4 separate regions of the Macaca mulatta genome follow, and all the other regions are linked to region 3. Evidence: chromatin contacts called from public Hi-C data. All regions are on one chromosome and are shown on one strand. Each heading gives the region's core, a stretch centred on a gene start, on an enhancer-like site or on the middle of the called end of the contact. The rest is flanking DNA. Distances are from core to core; before and after follow the strand shown. Region 1 holds the start of CBX6 (chromobox 6). Region 2 holds the start of RPL3 (ribosomal protein L3). Region 3 holds the start of CBX7 (chromobox 7). Region 4 holds the start of APOBEC3C (apolipoprotein B mRNA editing enzyme catalytic subunit 3C).

What was found. Hi-C and Micro-C count contacts between places; a contact is called where the count stands out from the background.
Region 1: a Hi-C map of fetal cortex germinal zone shows a contact between it and region 3, with 4 times the contacts expected there. The contact joins the promoter of CBX6 here to the promoter of CBX7 in region 3. A contact is called at or near these places in 6 of 14 Hi-C or Micro-C datasets (CD4 T cells, blood, cortical neurons and 3 more).
Region 2: a Hi-C map of cortical neurons shows a contact between it and region 3, with 4 times the contacts expected there. The contact joins the promoter of RPL3 here to the promoter of CBX7 in region 3. A contact is called at or near these places in 9 of 14 Hi-C or Micro-C datasets (CD4 T cells, blood, cortical neurons and 5 more).
Region 4: a Hi-C map of blood shows a contact between it and region 3, with 3 times the contacts expected there. The contact joins the promoter of APOBEC3C here to the promoter of CBX7 in region 3. A contact is called at or near these places in 2 of 14 Hi-C or Micro-C datasets (blood and cortical neurons).

Annotation. Positions count from the first base shown.
Region 1 is chr10:12,650,186-12,653,343 of T2T-MMU8v2.0, forward strand. CBX6 (chromobox 6) reads left to right here and starts at 1,305. Exons shown (of 5, transcript XM_015150377.3): 1 at 1,305-1,399; 2 at 1,576-1,619; 3 at 1,772-1,837; 4 at 1,983-2,049. The coding sequence starts at 1,331.
Region 2 is chr10:12,240,263-12,243,304 of T2T-MMU8v2.0, forward strand. RPL3 (ribosomal protein L3) reads left to right here and starts at 1,348. Exons shown (of 10, transcript NM_001193554.1): 1 at 1,348-1,369; 2 at 2,305-2,497. The coding sequence starts at 1,367. It overlaps LOC114670668 (small nucleolar RNA SNORD43), which reads left to right and starts at 1,854; the gene lies at 1,854-1,917.
Region 3 is chr10:12,407,199-12,410,552 of T2T-MMU8v2.0, forward strand. It overlaps CBX7 (chromobox 7), which reads left to right and starts at 2,005. Exons shown (of 6, transcript NM_001260773.1): 1 at 2,005-2,084. The coding sequence starts at 2,016. All of the region lies in intron 1 of LOC144331700 (a long non-coding RNA gene), which reads right to left.
Region 4 is chr10:12,546,598-12,549,832 of T2T-MMU8v2.0, forward strand. APOBEC3C (apolipoprotein B mRNA editing enzyme catalytic subunit 3C) reads right to left here and starts at 1,259. Exons shown (of 4, transcript NM_001114359.2): 1 at 1,135-1,259. The coding sequence starts at 1,151. LOC144331706 (a long non-coding RNA gene) reads left to right here. Exons shown (of 3, transcript XR_013399075.1): 3 at 413-2,709.

The sequences.
Region 1 (3,158 bases), core at 55-2,554, 240 kb after region 3:
GTTAAAAAATCAAATCTACAGACAATGTGTATGTATATACATACATATACATACACAGACGTACACAGGTGTACGTAAGTTCATGTAGGCATAAAGCAGAGGCTGGAAGATTGGTGAAGATGTTAACAATGGTTTTATGGGAGTTATGGACAGTTGCTTTTTTATCTGTATTTTTAAAAATTGTTTTACAAAGAACAAGACTACTAACATAATGGGAAATAAAGTTCAAGTAATTTCAACATTTAAAAAGTGGAGCGTTTTGCGCGGCAGGGCTGTTTTTCGTGTCCATTCCCGGACAGCCCCAGCTCGATCCCCCGCCCCTCCCCAAGTAGGAAGCTGGGGTCTGGGCTCCCCAGAGCAATGGCGGAAGCTTCGCGCAGCTGCGGGCGGGGAGAGGGACGCGGCCGGGTCGGGGGGCCGGGAGGGGTGCTGGGAATCGGAAAACACAGATATGACCGCGAAGGCGGCTTCTGCCGAATAACCAGATGATGACCCGCTGTGGGCCCAAGGTGGGGTGCAGGGAGACCCGTTCCTGCCCGCGGTCCCTCTCCCTCCCTCACTGCCACACCGGACCCGCCGAGTCCTCCCCGGTCTCCCGGGCGAGGGCAGGTGTCGCCCGAGACCCCGGCCGCAGTCAGATGCCCACGGTCACCCAGGCCTTCCTCGGCCCCATTCGCTGCACACCCCTTTCCTGCGGTGGCGTTTTTGTTTTAACTCTTCTGAACTGGTTACAAAACCACACTCCCACGAATACATAAATAATGGATGGGGGGCGATGTTTTAAAGAAATTCCCGCAAGGCCTGGCAAGGCAACAGCAACTGCATTTCTGCTGCATCATTTTTAACTGTTTGCAGGCTACTGCGGGAGACGCGGGTTGGCGGAGAGACTCCGGCTCCACAGCCCTTCTCCGCCCGGGGCCTGGTGAGACTCGCGTGGGGATTAAGAGGCGAGGAGAGGGTGTCAGCGATCGGGCGCCAGCAAGATGGGGGAGGGGGTTATAAGCGTAAGGCCGCAGCGTGCCCACAAGCCGGGTACCCATCGGGTCCGCCGGCAGCTGCTCCCTCCGCCGGCGCGGCTCCTTTAAGAGCCAGCGCGCGCCCCCGCCCCGCTAGCGCCGACTTTCCCTAGCAACCGCCCCGGGAGAGGGGGAGGTCCTGGCAACCGCGCGCCTGCCGCGAGGATCACGTGACGGCCCGCAGCTGGAACGCGAGCGCGCGCCCCGCCGCGCTCCCGCCCGCCGGGGCCTGGGCGCTGCGGCGCGTGCGCGAGCGGTGCCGCACCGGCCGCGGGCGCAGGGAGTATTATGGGCTGTGGGTGCCGCTGAGCAAGATGGAGCTGTCTGCAGTGGGCGAGCGGGTCTTCGCGGCCGAATCCATCATCAAACGGCGGATCCGAAAGGTGAGCCGCCGCCCGGGGCGGGCCGCCGCTGTCCGCAGCCGGAGCCGGGGCCGGGAGCCCTCGGGGCGAAGCGGTCCCGCTAGCCCGGCTCCCTCGCCCAGCCCCGCGCCGCCGCCTCCTCGCGTCCCCGCATCCTCCCCACCCCCACCCCCGTTTTTCTCCCCTCTGTTTTTCAGGGACGCATCGAGTACCTGGTGAAATGGAAGGGGTGGGCGATCAAGTGAGTGTCGCGGGGTCCGGGGGCGTCGCGGGGGGGGAGGCAGCGGGCACCGGGGCCTGGGGTGGGGGTGCGCGCGCTTGCTCTCGCCGCGTGCCTGTCCCTCTCTGGTCTTCATGTCTTCATCCTGATTTTGAGCGTTTGTGACTCTGCAGGTACAGCACTTGGGAGCCCGAGGAGAACATCCTGGACTCGCGGCTCATTGCAGCCTTCGAGCAAAAGTGAGTTGTTGGGGAAGCTGGCAGGGGCGGCGAGGCCGAGGCTCGGCTGGGGCGCCGCGCGGGGAAGCGGGAGAGCCGGGGAGGGCATCGCGGAGTGGGGCCCGGGAAGGGGCTCTTTTTAACCTCTGGTGTTTTTCGGCCGCAGGGAGAGGGAGCGTGAGCTGTATGGGCCCAAGAAGAGAGGACCCAAACCCAAAACTTTCCTTCTGAAGGTAACCTGGCCCAGCCCCAGCAGCATCCCCTTCTCGGGCCCCCAGCCCCGGCACAGCACGGGGCCTGGAAGGGAGGGACAGATACGCGGCTGCCCAAGCGGGCGGGCCTTTCCAGAGGGGCCCCAGCTGGGCAGGGGGTGGTTGTGAGCCCCCCCAGAAGCCCCTGATGGCAAGCCTCAGCCAGCTTCACCTTCAACAAGAGGGTCCTGGGACTGGGGATAATCTTCCCTGTTGAAACCAGAGTCTGAGGGTGCCTTTAGGGCTCCAGGAAAGGGGGTGGCTGAGGAAGGTGGGGGATGCCCATGGGAAGGGGGCATTTGTTTGAGCTGTTATGACTGTGCTGGGAGTTGGAACCCAGGGGGAGAGTGAGTGGGGTCCCACCTCCTGTCAGGGCACAAGGAGAGGATTGGGGGACCACCTGCCTCCCTGCCCCCAGCTTCCTCCGTTCCCTGTCTTTCAGGATTTGTTCTTCATGGCTCCCCTCCTTTCTTGGGGATCCAACTTGAATTTGACCTCAAAATCACTTCTCTTTGAATTTATCACCCAGGCTGGGCCACTAACTTTAGGGCTCTGAGCCTTAGTTTCCCCCCACTCCCGGCCATTTCTGGAGGATGAGGATGTGGGAGTGAGAGCATAGCATATTAGCCTCTGCTAGGGAGGGAAGAACTTCCAGAGGAAGCCATCTTGGAGGATTTGGGTTTTTATTTTATTTTGACAAGAAAAAACAGAGTCTGGGAAAGGAAGGGCAAGATGGCCCTAGGTGGCAGGCAAGGCTGCAGGTGGAACTCACTGGGCCACCTGTCTCGCTGTAGTGCTACACATGCCTCAGGGCCCCCTCCCACCCGACAGCTGGTGACTTTGTGGGAGGACTCTTTTTTGGAGAAGAGAAGCAGAAGTGAAAGAAATGTGGGTTTCCAGAATTTCATATTTTTATAAACCCCACCCTCAAGCGACGCACATCCATCCAGGGAGTAACCTTAACCCTGATGCTTCTCCTGGGGAGGGATGGGCGGAGCAGCTGGAAAGCTGATGGGCTGTGTGACAGTCTCTCAGTGCAGCTGGGGCACCCTCTAGCGGTGAAGCGAGTATGACCATGAACATTGATACAC
Region 2 (3,042 bases), core at 98-2,597, 170 kb before region 3:
TGGTTTAGAACTCCTGACCTCAGGTGATCCGCCTGCCTCAGCCTCCCAAATTGTTGGGATTATGGCCGAGAGAATGTTTTTTAAACCACGGTGGGAGCGAAGGCCAGGCCCAGAATAAAAGATGACAGGGTGGGACGGAGGAAGCAGAAGGTGATATGAGAGCGTGTGCTAGGGTTCAGCCATGAGGCTGAAGTAGACGGTTAGGAGAGCGTCTTCCGTGGCCGCTGAAGTTGATGCTTAATTCCGAGGAAACGACGAGGGATCCTTGTAAAGTAACGAGATACTTGATTCTTAGATTTGTAGGGGGCCGGGCGCGGTGGCTCACGCCTGTAATCCCAGCACTTTGGGAGGCCGAGGCGGGCGGATCACGAGGTCAGGAGTTCAAGACCAGCCTGGCCAACATGGTGAAATCCCGTCTCTACTAAAAATACAAAAAAAAAAAAAAAAAAAAAAATTTAGCCGGACGCATTCCTGTAATCCCAGCTACTCGGGAGGCTGAGGCAAGAGAATTGCTTGAACCGTGACCCCGGAAGCGGAGGTTGCAGTGAGCCGAGATCGCGCCACTGTACTCCAGCCTGCGCGACAGAGCGAGACTCCGTCTCAAAAAAAAAAAAAAAAAAAAAAAAAAAAAAGATTCGTAAGGGAGGAGCCTGTAGGCAGGGAAACGGTCAGGACCCGAGTTACCCTGGAGCCCAAGCGGAGATCAGCGAAAGTCCTTGTTGATGCAGAGGTCTGGAAGGCGTGGGGCTCAGGGAGGCTGGGCAGCTGGACTCGGCATGACCCGAGGTCGTGAGGCCGTTCCGCAGGCTTGGGACGCTCCTGAGACTCTCAGAATCAAGTGCAGGCCACTGCATTAGCATGGGAGAAATGGTAGAGACAGGGCTTGAGGGAAGGATGCCCGAGATTAAAGGTATTAAAGGCAAGTTGGTGTCGCGGCAAAACCAGCGTCGGAGCCAGGAAACAAGGGTTTCAGTCTTTCCTCGCCAATTCCAGAGATAGCTGCATATCACAGGAAGAAAAGCGACGCAGCCATTTTTCTTCATTATTATCAAATTTGGCTGCTGCCGGACGCCGTAGAGTTGTGGCACACCAAACCCTCAGCCCGCTTCTCCGTGGCTTTTCATTAAGTTTGAACCCGACCCCTCGCCGTAGAGTGTCTAATTTCGGTCCCAGAAGCTGACGTCCACCTCGGAACGAAAGTTAGGCGCGGAAGAGCATGCGTAGAAATGGCGCTCGGTACGTGCCCCCCGACCCGACGTCTGCCGCGGGGGCGCGCTCGCACGCCGGAAGGGGCGGAGCCAGATCTGACTTTATATAGCGGACACCGACAACAAGTCGACCTCTACCGGCGGGATTTGATGGCGTGATGGTATGTACTGTAATGGCGTCCGATTCATTGTCACCGGCGTCGGCACGGCTGAATCCGCGACGCATCGCCGCCATCCCAGCTTGGCCGGCGCCGGGGCTTGCTCTAGGGGCACAGGCGACCCAGCGGGGGCCTCAGTCAGGCCTATTTTCTGGAAAGTCGAGAGGCTTGTGGAGAAGAGCGCTTGGAGGACTGGCTTTGGGCCTGCAGGTCGGCCAGAGACAGGCCGTAAGGGTGGGAGCAGGCTTGGAGGCCCGGCATTTTTAAAGCCATGAGTCATTGCTGAGTTTCGATCTCACCAACTCCATCATTAGTTGGGATTAGGGCCCATAAGCAGCTTGTCTGGATAGGAGGACCTTGGGTGGGGGTTCTCGGCACCGTTCTCATTGGGAGGTAAAGAAGCTTGCGGGAGGAGAATGTTGTGGAGTCCTCTTGAAATATCTGGGACCGCTTGTGCACTCCGAAGGCCTCTGGAGCTCCCAGAAGCCACAGATGATGAACTTATTGACGGGCGGACAGAAACTGTGTGCTGATTGTCATGTTCTGATTTGGCTCTGCCGAGTTCTCTGGCCTACGTGTATCGGTGTAGTTAGTGTCCGGGCGCTAGAGGCAGCCCATAGCGTAGTATTGGCTAGTTGCTACCCAGCATTTATTTGTCCCTGGAGTGCCTTTCTTTAGTGGTCAAAACCTTGCTAATTGGCACATAAAGCTGCCTGTTGAGCAGTTTTTAGTGTCACTAAGTGTATTTTTGTGTGGTGTTAGAGAAAAAAACGGATGGCTCGTTTTCTTACAGGTTGAGAGGATTTGAAATTAGATTCAGCTTAAATTTTGTTGAATACAAAAACATTCTTGACATGTGCGAGCCTGGAGGAGATAATTATCTTTTTACTCGGTTTGCTGGGTGTCTGGTGCTGACGGTGATTTTTTCCCCCCCCCAGTCTCACAGAAAGTTCTCGGCTCCCAGACATGGGTCGCTCGGCTTCCTGCCTCGGAAGCGCAGCAGCAGGCATCGCGGGAAGGTTAAGAGCTTCCCTAAAGATGATCCGTCTAAGCCGGTCCACCTCACAGCCTTCCTGGGATACAAGGCTGGCATGACCCACATCGTGCGGGAAGTCGACAGGCCAGGATCTAGTATGTACAGGCCTCCTGAAAGTTGGGGGATAGGAGTGGAGGGGGAGGGAAACTGGAGAGATGGAGTCAAGCTGTTAGCAGAGGGCAGACTTTTTTTTTTAAGCTGGAGTTACAGGTTGTCAGAACTTCTGTGACAGCGGACAACCTCAAGACTAATATTCCAAGGCTACAGATGGCCGGCACTGTTCGCTTTAGGTGCGGGAATATTCCAAGGCTACAGATGGCCGGCACTGTTTGCTTTAGGTGCGGAGTGGGGTATTGCTTTCAGAGCATAGTAAATTTGCCAGGAGCCTTAGCAAAGAGAAGTAACACTAGTATGGGGGGTTGGAGCTGCTGAGGCTGGAATAAGAAGTGCCTCATTCATGTTTTACTTGTTCACGTGCATTTCGCCTAAAAGCTTGAATAATGGCCACTTACCTGTGTGTTTTCTACTTAGAGATGTCTAACAGCACTGGTTGCTGAGCCATGGAGACATTAACGTTAGACAATTGATATTGACTCTAAACTGAGCTCAGAGCTATTTCTGTGTCCCAGTTATATTTAGG
Region 3 (3,354 bases), core at 755-3,254:
TTTACTGAATCACAGAATATTAGAATTTATAGCTATCGTCTATTTGTCCCCTCCCTGCCCCGTCTTGTATTTATTTCTCTCTCCATTCTTGCCTGCTTTACGGTTGTTCGGGTTGATTTGATCATTCTTTTTCCTCCTCCAATAATTTGGATAACTATACACTGCATTTCCAGTCCTACAGTGTTTATTCCAGTAATGACAATCTGGATTCTTAAATTCGTCAAAGTGTATTTGGTATCTATCTTCACCCTCCTCCTGAAGAATATAAGGATCTTAGAACACTTTAACTCCACTCACCCAAGTATATGCCATCACTGTTACGTATTTTACATCTGTTTTTATCCAGAAGACATTGTTATTGTTTCACACTATCAATGTCATTCATTTTTCTTTATTCCCTGTTGCATCAGAACTCTGTCTGGGATCATCGTTCTCCTGCCTGAAGTTCCCGCTTTGGAATCTCCCTCCGGAGGGTGTGCCAGTGGCAAACTCTTAAGTTTTTGTATTCGTGTTATGATTTCATCTACGTTCTGGATACATGTACCTCATACTGGCTACATAATTCTTGAAAGATAATTTCACTGAAAATGTAATTCTAAGATGATGGCATATCTCTGGCTTCCGTTGCTCTTGATGAAGTCAGGTGTGAATCTATTACTCTCTTTTTCTGTGTGCCAGAAAGAGGTGTTGGATTTTATTCTGAGGGGAATAGGAGGAAAATTTTTAAGCACAGGGTGACCCCGTCAGATCTGCATTGGAGAAGCACACTCTGGCACTAAGATCGGAGAGACGGCAGCTCCGCGAGGTCTCTGCTGTGGTCCAGAGAAAAGACGGGGCGAACTCGGGCGGTGGGTGCAGTGAGGGCAGGCAGACCCGAGTCCCCGAGGGGAGGCTGGAGCGACAGGAGTTGGGGTCAGTGCAGGAAGGAGCAGGGACGACTCCGGGCTCCCAGCGAGGAATGGAGACGCGTTAGCGAAAAAGGAAGGGGGGTGAGGAATCAAGAGTTCGTCTCGGACCTCATGCCACAAATGGCTGAGCCCCCACTACGCACCGATCGCCCAGTGCACGCGGGGCTGGGGAAGGCTGGGGCAGCGCGGCGGCAAAATCCGTCCCCTGGGGACCTCAGCTCCACGGCGGCCGCTCCTGCCGCGAACGAGGGCCCGGCCCGGGAGCTCCCGAGGCAGCGCCCGCGTCTGACCCGCGCGTCTCGGTACCGACCATCGAGGGTCGGGGGGATGGACAAATGGAAGGCGGATGGAGGGCTCGGTGGACGGACGTGGGGACACCAGGCAAACTGCGCCGCGGCCAAGGCCGGATGAGGGAGACTTCGGCCCCGCGACGTCCGGACACGGTGGGAAGCCTTTTGGGTCCTGCGTCTCCTGCAACTCGAGGGGCTGCGCCTCGGCCCGGTCTCCTCCGCTGCGAGAGATGGGCAAATGGCCTCCCCGCTCTGAGCCTCGACTTTGTCGTCGGCTCCACTGGGCCCTGCCACTTTGGCCCCTGGCAGTCGCCGGGAGGCTGTGAGGCGCCCGCCTGGGTATTAAGGATCACGTCCGCCGCGGCGCCACAGCGAGAGGGTGCTCGCGAGCCTCCGCCCCGCCCCAGCCGGGACCCCAGCCAAATAAGTCCCGCGGCCGCGCTCGCGGCTCGCGGCCCAATCGCAACCCGGAGGGGGCGGATCTCGGGGGTGGGGCTCAGGCGGGGGCGGGGCTTGGGGGCGGGGCTGACCCGCAGGGCGCGAGCTGAGCCCCGCGGCCGGGCCGCGCGCTCCCGCCCCGCCCCCTCCTTGCGCGCGCTCGCTCGCTGGCGCCGAGGAAAACGTTGCGCAGGTTCAAAAATGGAACGTCGGCGGCGTGAGGGAGCGCGAGGGGGTGTGCGCGCGTGCGCGTGCGCGTGCGCGCCCGGACGAGGGTGACGGGGACCCCGCCAGCCCTAGCATCGCGCGCCGCAGCCGCGGCCCCGCAGCTCCGCCCCCGGCCCGGCCCGGCCCCGGGCCCGCTCGCCCGCCGCCCCGCATGGAGCTGTCAGCCATCGGCGAGCAGGTGTTCGCCGTGGAGAGCATCCGGAAGAAGCGCGTGCGGAAGGTGAGGCTGCCCGGGGGCGGCTCCCAGGACCCCGGTGGGGTCCCTCCCGTTCCCAGCACCGCTCCCTCCACGCTGGGGCTGAAGGGGAAAGCGGGGCGCGGGGGCCCCGGCAGCCCTGCGCTGCTGGGCCCGTCTCCCCAGCCCGTGCCTCAGTTTCCCTGCCACCGTGTAGGGCGAGTAGAATCAAAGTTGTCGCTCTGGGATGCTAGTGCCGGCCGAGCCTGCCTGAGCTGGAGATTAGGATCGGACATAGGGATCCTGAGCTCCATCCCGCCTCACTCCCCTTTTATTATAAATATGGGGAGACTGAGGTCCAAGTTGAAAGGACTTGCCTAGCGCGTTAGCGTCAGAGCTGGGTCTTGAACTCGGGACTCTGGACGCTTGGCACCAAGTCCTTTCAAGTTGTAAGTGCAGCTTTGGAAAAGTCTCCAGCCTGTGAAGTTTTCCTGCTGGACTTTGGCCTTTTCCGATCCCGCCCCCTCTACCCCTACCCAAGCACATCCCTCTTTCCCGCCCCCACCCCCACCTCAACTCCTAGCCCAGTCCAGGGCTCTGAAGCCCGCCCCCTGCGCTAGGGCATCCCCTAGTCTCCTACCCCATCTGCCTTCTCCTTCAAAACATACACCCTGCAATTTAAGGAGGTGTCTGTTCTGCTGGTTTCAGAACCCCACACTTTGGGGCTGGACTTTGTCCCGGCCTGGTGTCTACACCTCCCGTGCACTTGTTTCCCCGCCTAAGGCTGGGGAAATCCTTGGGGAGAAGTTCCTCTCCTGGTATTCACTACTGTCCTCCCTTTGTCTCCTCCTCCCTGCAGCCCTTTGGGAGGCTCCAGGCCGACTGGGAGGGGCCTTAGGGGGGTCACCTACTCCCATTTAACAGAGACAAAAACTGAGGCCCAGGCAGAGGAAGTGACCTGCTCAAGGTCACCCAGTGAGTTAGAGAGAGAGGTAGAGCAGGAGCTCACCTGGGCTGATTGCCAGCCCATCTTCTTTCTCCATAGAGGAAACTCAGTCCTGTCATCTTGGGCCAAGGGTGAAGGTCAAGGTGGTCAGAGCATCTTTTCTTCCTCTAGCTGTACTTGGGGTTTTACTCTTCTGATTGAGGCAGCTGTTCCACCTTCTTCTCCTTTTTCCTAGGGTTTCCTCCACTTAAAAGATAATTTATTCCACAAAGCTCAGTGCTTTTCGTGCTGTGTAGCCTGAAGCAGGCACAGCACTAACCCCCTCTACGATGGAGCTCGCAGAGTAGCACAAGAGCGCGAGACCATCAT
Region 4 (3,235 bases), core at 9-2,508, 140 kb after region 3:
CCAGCTCTGGGGCTACCAATGGGACACCCTCAACCTCCCAGTTTTTCTGCCACACATCTCCCAACCCATTAGGAAAATGCAACAGACAATAAAATTCTTCACCCTGAAATAATTGCTTGAACATTTCAGCTCAGTTCCTTCCTCCCATTTCACCTGTCCGATGATGATATCACACCGAATTCCCCAGGCCAAGGCTACCTTTATTTATTTATTTTTTTTAAGATGGCATCTCGCTCTGTCCCCCAGGCTGGAGTGCAGTGGCACAATCTCGGCTCACTGCAACCTCCGGCCCCCGGGTTCAGGGATTTTCCTGCCTCAGTCTCCCAAGTAGCTGGGATTACAGGTGCCCGCCACCACGCCTGGCTAATTTTTTGTATTTTCAGTAGAGACGGGCTTTCACCATGTTAGCCAGGCTGGTCTCGAACTCCTGACCACAAGTGATCCACCCGCCTTAGCCTCCCAAAGTGCTAGGATTACAGGCATAAGCCACCGTGCCCTGGGTAAAATAAGGGTATTTGTCCTAATCATCATATTTTTTCTACATTCCATGTTACCAGGGTCATTTTAAAAGGGGAATGGTGCTCACGAAGGAGGAGCCTGTGTCTGGGGTCATATGCATCCTCCTCTGTTCACACTGGTGGCATCTTTGGAAGAAATGCCTTATTTTCTGGTACAGAGACCATTCCCTCCCCCACACCCTCTCCTAAGACTTTATATTGAAACAAAGTAAATCTTACAGAAATTTCATCAAAGTGCTGAGAACAAAATGTCGGATTGACCCAATCATCCTTTGGTTCAATTCTCCCAGTTCCAGAGCTCAGGAATGGTGGGAAGCGCACAGAGGGAGCACCCTCCCAGGGTGGGGAGCACCAGCCCGCTGGTGACTTTCTGGGGAGAGTCTCAGCAGGGGGCCTGGGCTGGTGCAGGTGGGGAAGGTGGCCCATTCAGAAGCAGCAGTGGGGCGACCACACAGCAGGGCAAGGAGCCTGGCTGGGAGTGTCGGCGGCGGGGGAGACAGAGGGGAGGGAGCCCAGAGGTGGGGCTGGGGCAGGGGGAGGCCAGGGCTGAGACCCAGCAGGACCACCAGGCAGGAAGGGGCAGGAGGGGCCTGGCAGACAGAGCGGGCAGAGGTACCTGATCTGTGGATTCATGTTCGGCCTCTTAGATACGCTTGTCCAGTCCCACTCTTTTCTGAAGTGCTGTGGCTTCTCTTCCCGTTTACAGAGTCCTTGCAGTTGGGCAGCCCTCTTTAAAGTGACCTCCCAGGGCCTTGTGAGTCATGGCCCCTCCCCGTTCCTGCTCAGGCACTGGTGTGGGAGACCCTGGGGTGCTTTACGTTTCTCTGACTCTGGCCCTCTTTCTGGTTTTCTTCTGGCCCCTCCCACTGGCAGAGGAAGCTCAGACAAAGACAGGCTGCTCTGTCTTTATCTGTCTTGGGCAGGACCCAACGGAATTGCAAAGAGAAAGAAAGAGAAAGAGAAAGGCATTGCAGCCAGAGCCTGGGAGGCGGGTCCAGACCAGGCTGAGAGAGGGGCAGGTGCCCCCTTGTCTGGTGGATGGACAGGCTGGAGCCCCCTCTCCACCGCCCCCTCCCCAGCCCTAATGTGTGCCCAGAACTTGGAGCAGCACCTCCCTGTTGAGTGAGGGAGGTTTTGAGACTCCAGTGGGGAAGGAAGTGTGGACTCCGCACAGCACAAGTGAAGGCTTAGGTGTGCCTCAAGTTCCCAGCTGTGTGCTGGGTCCATTGCATGCCTTCCCTCTTCCAACCTCCCAGCTTCCAGAAGGTGGGGCGCAGGTCAGCCCCTCAGAGGTGTGGGTGGAGGATGACCCAGGTGCTGAGGCAAGAGACTGAAGGCACAAACTGTTTCAGTATAGTAAAGAATATACTTACAATAAGAATAGTTATAATACAAATTAGATGTAGAGATCATCATGGACATTATCAATCATTAGTATAGACATTAATCATTAGCTTTTAATATTACTCTTTATTACTCTTTAATATTACACTCCTTTATTAAGAGTAATATCAATATTATTATGTAACTGGTGGGTATATGGTCAAGTGCTGAAGGGATGTTGTGAGAAATGACCGAGAATACAAGAGGTGAGCCCTCTGTCCCACCTGCGTAAGGGCCGCTTGAAGGCTCCTTGGTCAAGCGGTGACGCCCCTGCCAAGAGAGCACCCGTTACTTAGCAGACCGGGAAAGGGAGTCTCCCTTTTCTTGGAGGAGTCAGGGAACGCTCTGCTCCACCCGTTTCTTGTGGGAGGCTGGATCTTATCCAGGCCTGCCCGCAGTCATCCGGAGGCCTAACCCCTCCCTGTAGTGCTGTGCTTTAATGGTCACGCTCCTTGTCCACTTTCATGTTCCTCACGTACTCCTGGTTCCTCTTTGACGTTCTTAGAAGATAGCGGTAGAAGAAATAGTGAAAGCCTTGAAGTCTTTGATCTTTCTGATAAGTGCATAGAAGAAAACGCTGACGTACGCTGCCTTCCCTCTCTGCTTTGACTACCTGTAGGGAAGGGCCCCCTGTTCTATGATGACGTTACTTGCTTGACCTTATCAATCACTTGGACGATTCACCCTCCTAACCCTGCCCCCTTGTTTTGTGTGCAATAAATAACAGTGCGCCCAACCATTTGGGGCCACTACTGGTCTCCATGTCTTGGTGGTAGTGGTCCCCCGGGGCCCAGCTGTTTTCTCTTTATCTCTTTGTTTTGTGTCTTTATTTCTTACAATCACTCGTCTCCACACACGGGGAGAATACCTGCTAAGCCCCATAGGGCCAGACCCTACATCAGGGACTGCTGACCCCCTCCCCACTATTAGCCTACAGTCCTGTCACGTCCCCCTCACCAAGATGGTAGAGATAGTGATCAATAAATACTAAGGGAACTCAGAGACCAGTGCTGGTGCCGGTCCTCCGTATGCTGAGCGCCCGTCCCCTGGGCCCACTTTTCTTCCTCTATACTTTGTCTCTGTGTCTTATTTCCTTTCTCAGTCTCTCATCTCCACCTTTCGAGAAATACCCACAGGTGTGGAGGGGCAGGCCCCCTTCAGTCCAGCTGGAGAAGTTGTGCTCTCTGTAGAGGCTCTGAACTCCTCTGGCTGCCACCCGAAGGCAGATAGGGAGGAGGATGCCTGGGTGGGAGGGGGTGCAGCAGCGCCCCTACCCGCATGGAAGCTTGTCCTACCTCTGCACAAAGCGGACTCCTAGTGGTTGTTTTTGGAAG